Regions from separate parts of the Arabidopsis thaliana genome. Here region 1 is linked to region 2. The links are chromatin contacts, called in public capture Hi-C maps. All regions are on one chromosome and are shown on one strand. Each heading gives the region's core, a stretch centred on a gene start, on an enhancer-like site or on the middle of the called end of the contact. The rest is flanking DNA. Distances are from core to core; before and after follow the strand shown.

What was found. Capture Hi-C pulls out chosen DNA fragments and counts their contacts.
Region 1: a capture Hi-C map of seedling shows a contact between it and region 2, with 2.9 times the contacts expected there. The contact joins the promoter of AT2G08115 here to the promoter of AT2G23910 in region 2. A contact is called at or near these places in 1 of 26 Hi-C or Micro-C datasets (callus) and 1 of 3 other capture datasets (seedling).

The regions. Positions count from the first base shown.
Region 1 is chr2:10,691,069-10,693,768 of TAIR10.1, forward strand. AT2G08115 (a long non-coding RNA gene) reads right to left here and starts at 1,324. Exons shown (of 1, transcript NR_140283.1): 1 at 1,120-1,324. AT2G25120 (Bromo-adjacent homology (BAH) domain-containing protein) reads left to right here. Exons shown (of 3, transcript NM_128069.1): 3 at 1-501. The coding sequence ends at 501.
Region 2 is chr2:10,176,388-10,179,087 of TAIR10.1, forward strand. It overlaps AT2G23910 (NAD(P)-binding Rossmann-fold superfamily protein), which reads left to right and starts at 1,394. Exons shown (of 6, transcript NM_127952.3): 1 at 1,394-1,638; 2 at 1,872-2,029; 3 at 2,135-2,326. The coding sequence starts at 1,515. AT2G23900 (Pectin lyase-like superfamily protein) reads left to right here. Exons shown (of 5, transcript NM_127951.5): 5 at 1-471. The coding sequence ends at 102.

The DNA of each region.
Region 1 (2,700 bases), core at 74-2,573, 510 kb after region 2:
GATAAGAACTTTGACGTGCACCAAAAGAATGAGATTGATCGTCTTGTGGCAAAGACGAGTTTACGCCTTGGTGATCTTCCTGACATTGAGAAAGACCAAGTGACTAAGACTTCAAAGGGTAAAAGAACTGTTCAGAGAAAGAGTCCTAAAACCAGTACGGTTTATAAGTCGATCTTGGAGGATTTTGATTTGTTAACCGGTGATTCGGATCGTGACAAGCGATTGGGGGAGCTCCTGGAAGCAGTTAAGCACGAGTGTCGTACAAGTAAGAAGAAAGGGGCTCGTGATGATGATTCTTACTGGCCAGATGATGTTGTTCCGGTGGTTCGAGCTCTTGAGCATGTCTTTTATGATTCTATGGCAGAAGATATGTCAAAGTATCATCACAAGTTGGAGATTCTGGTTGATGAACTCAAGGTTAGTTTAATTCCTTTCACTCATCCATCCTATATTTTTATTTTTGTTTTGCATGTTCTTGATTTCTATTTATTTTTTTGTTAATGCATGTTCTCCTGAAACCCTAAACTTTGAAAAATATTTCATTTTAAAATATGAAGTTTTATTCGTATTGAAATTGATGTTTAATGTTTTTACTTCACATATAAAAAAATACTTATAGGAGTTCAATTTGTACATCATCCCTTCGGAAAAAATTCATTATGTAATTTGGTGTTACTTGAAAAGTAATTTCATTATGTAATTTATAGGAATTTAGTATATCATCTCTGAGATATATGATAATATATTTTACTATAATTACCTTAATTCACATCGATTACATGAAGATCTACGCTAATAATCTTGTTTATTATTGGAGAATAATAGAAATTGGTTGATGTGTTCTCAGTTTGTTGCAATTAGTGTTTAATTGTGATCTCTTATTGTATGTTTGCAGACGTCACGACTGTTAGCTAGACGACTTCTCGATGGTGAATTAAAACCTGAACAAGTGGTAAAGATGACACGCTATGAGCTAACGGTAATCTCTTTCATTCACAAATTTTCTTCACATTAATTTTTGTACAAAAATCTCTAATGTTGTTATTTATTTGGTCTACAATATCACGGCTTAACCTCATATTATATTGGATTTCTTCTAGTAAAATTAAGGGAATGTTTCCGAGCCAATACCACAAAACCTGAATTTTAATGTTTATTAATTAGCTCATAAACTGCTTTATTATTAATCACATCTCAAGTGTTTTTGAAATGTTAAAGTGACTATGGTTAGCTTTTTTGTTTCCCGACATCAGCGTGGTTTCACTTTCGATGACATAACGGCCGACTTGGAAGAGCCAATAATGAGGAACGATGCTCCATCCACCTCCAACAATGTTGAGCAAAATGAAGATTAAAGAAGATACTAAACCTTCAAATAATATATTTTAATAATATCTTGTTCCAATCTTTTTGTTTTTGTTTTTGTTTTCCTTGAGTTTTCTGTCAAGGTATGATGCAGAATTGCAGATCATAACCATTTATTTCATGAATTATTATCTCAAACTTCAATTATTAAAGTTTAATAATTTCTATAGTGTCATATTTGTAACATGGGTTGGCATGTATTCAATTGAACTATGGAATACAAAATTTTGGTTTAGTAATGCACGATTTTGTAAAGGTTTAGTTTCAGTAAAGGTTGTCTAAAATGATTTAAAAGCATGTACTTTTCTAAAATGTTTACACATCCTAGTATAGAAATCTTTTTAATATTCTAAAACACATAAAACACGAGGCAACAAGTGTGAAGAAGACACTAACATGAGATCAGCTAATCGAAAGAAGCATTAAGTTTCCAAAGTGTTTCCTTTGTCCTTTGGAGAGATTGTGTTGCGCATCTCACGATCAATGAACTTGAAAGTGGTGAGGTGTGGCAACGATTGGTGTTGAAGAATTTCTTTACAGTTCAGTTTTCCTATGTTGAAAATTTTCAGTTCTTATAACAAAAGACTAAAAACCTTTTACTGGGGCCTCCTTCACATACCTTTATATGTAAGTCCGTCCATGGCCATAATAGCGTTACGTATAATTTAATGCAACAACCAGATTGTTGGCTGATCGGCACCGACCTGAGATGTATCCTCTTCTATTCTTTCATCAATGACATATTATTTTACTGGCCTATAAGAAATTAAAAAAAATATATAACGAGATATGTTACATACTTACATGTGACCGTTTTTACACTTGGTTCACATCATTTATCAATAGAATATAATAAGGGTATATGCCAATACCAAATAGGAGATTTAAATAACACTTTTAAGTTGCCACATTACATCATATATGAAACTATATAAGAAAGAAATGACTAAGGTTTACCTGATCGAAGAGATCTTACTTCTTAGGTTCCGTTACGATAACTAAGAAATGCCATTTTTGTTACAAATATATGTGGCATATAGTTAACATGTTGCTAAGTAAAACATATATATACACCAAATCTACTTGCGAGGGCGGAGAGAAATACGAAAATTAATCCTCTCATGATTGAAATCAAGTTTGAAGAATGATGGAGCCGACACTTTTGTTCTTTATGCCAAGATCCATGATTTTGAATTCAATTGAGAATTTTCCCCTCATGTAACCAAATAATCTCCCTCTAGATTTCATAATGTCGTTTTCAAAACTATATAAAGAGTTGGAGGGTCCAAAGAGGAATTTGGGAACCAATTGAGAATAGTGGACCAGCTTATATAT
Region 2 (2,700 bases), core at 144-2,643:
CCGTGTAGTTTGTTGCCGGAGAAAGGAGCACCGGTGGACTGTGCTTTTCCGGTTGATAAGATTCCTATTGAATCTGTTGTCCTGAACAAATGCTCTGCTTAGAGATTGTGAACGGAGATAATACTAATTTCCTCATAAATATATATACATTGTCTTTTTGCAATGTATATTAATTCCCTTAGAAGAAAATGTCCCAGCTGTTATTTTATAAAGCTGATGGGTACATGCAATGGTTTTAGAATACGCATACGAAATTATACAATCAGTTTCGTGGAATTAAATTAAAGTTTGAAACGACGATTATAAGCATATGTATCGAATTAGAGATTAAGCTTTCCTAGTTTTGTCTAGGATTGAATTCTTATGCGAGAGATGAAAATGTGATCTAAGCATCGCTAGACCCTAAACATTAATGGATAACAAAAGGATGTGTGTTATATCTACATGGAATTTTTATGTCACATATCAAATTTTATGTATAGTTTAAAATGTAATTAAGTCCTTATCAAAACATATATGTTTGGTTAGTGTTATACTGTAATTGATGTTTTTTTTACAAATATGTTAAATAGCGCATTGCATGGTTTATCACATTAACCAATGTTTTTGTGCTTGATGGCTCGATTTATGCGATGTGCTAAGTTGTCTTAGAAGACGGATCCTCGGTATATATTCTTGTGACCTAAAGATATCCCACGGGCGACATCGCAACTAATTGATATGCAGAATAGACTAATAGTACAAAATTTGTCCGTATCACATATTTTTTATGTCACTAGTTACTATAAAAAATAATTAAAATACAAGTCAACACATAACAAAAAGAATTATAAACTAATAAAATGATTAAAGTCGTTGATTAGTTTAAAATCTGCAACTAAAAATGATAATATTTGCAATAATATTTTTCATTTTTATATTCCCTTTGTTCTACTCGTTTTATCTAATTATGTTTGGTTGGCACAACATATATATTCATTTTGATAATTCTACCTATCTTTCTTTTAAGAACACTTGTCAGAATTCAGAACGTAAGATAAAGCTAACTCACAATGTCATCGTAAATCATCTTCACACCACAATCGCTACCTACTAACTTCTAGCTACTTTGTTGTCAACTTCTCATATTAACCTTCTCTTTTTTCACTATAGTATTTGAATCCAAATTACTAATTTATTTAAATATAAACTTTAGAAATATTAAAATAATAATAGTTTAAAAATAACTAATACTACAAAACATTAAAAAAAAAGAATTACGTTTTTCAATCAATTATTTATTATTCTGTTTTTTTTTCCACCGGTCAATGGATTAACCAACAACACAAAGCCATATAGTAAAACAAGAAGATGAGTAGGTTGGGAGCGTGCAACAATGAAATAGTTCACCCACCTTTCTCCTATTTATTACTACTTCCTTCTCCTCACGTCTCTCCTCTACATAGTAAGACCCAACTAAATATCTTCTTTTCTCTCCATACACTTTTTCCAGATATTTCTAATCAACAAAACTGATGAATCAAGAAAAGACCATTTCTTGTTGTTGTGTTCTTGATGCTTCCACTTATGTTGGTTTCTGGATTCTCAAGAGATTGCTCACTAGAGGTTACTCTGTTCACGCAGCTATCCGTAAAAACGGTAAAAAAATCTATCAAACTCTTTTTTCAATTGATTTCAAGGATTTTGAGACAAATGATTTGTTTATCTGGCCAAATTCACTAATGGTGCTATAAAGTTTCCAACCTTTAATTGGTTCCAATCAATTTTTGAGGCAATGGGTTCAAGTTCACTTATGGGTACAATCAAATTTAGATGGAATCTTGTTGCAAGGGTTTTTTTTTTTTCTCTCTAATGAGGATTTTTGGTAATAGGGGAGAGTGTGCTTGAAGAGAAAATCAGAGACATGGAAGCTAACGAAGAGAGATTAGAGGTTTATGATGTGGATGTGTTAGATTACCAAAGTATCCTCATTTCTCTCAACAATTGTAATGCTGTCTTCTGTTGTTTGGATAATCCTGAAGGGTACGATGTGAGTATTTTAGTGTTTCTCACTCACCACTTCTCTGTAATCTCTCTTTTTTTTTGTGTGGTTTGGGGAAATTGAGATTTTGTTTATGAAATGATGTGAAATTAGGAGGAGAAGGAAGTGGATTTGGAGGTGAGAGGAGCTATTAATGTGGTGGAAGCATGTGCAAGAACAGAGAGTATAGAGAAGATTGTGTTCTCATCTTCGTTAACTGCTGCAATTTGGAGAGATAACATTGGAACTCAGAAAGATGTTGATGAGAAGTGTTGGAGTGATCTTGACTTCTGTCTCAAAAAAAAGGTATTTTAGTTCAACTCTTTTTGGTTCATTCATTTTCTTGAAAAGTTCAAGACATTTATAAACATGTTGGACCCACAGTTTATTCATATTCATATATGATAGTTTTGACATAGAATGAACAATTATTTCATGTACCTTTTCATCAATCAATCTGAAATGTATTATTTAAATTATTGTTATTTTGAAATTACAAGATACCATATTATTTGTTGAACTTCTAAAACTTTGGGGGTAGTGAATCTTTGTTGGAAAAGTAAATCAAAAATTGGGTCTTCATGTAATGTATTTGACATTTGTCATAATGTCATGTGTTTATCTTAGACTCATTTTGGTCAAGATTCAATGTAAGACTGCCTTAATAAAATATTAAAGAG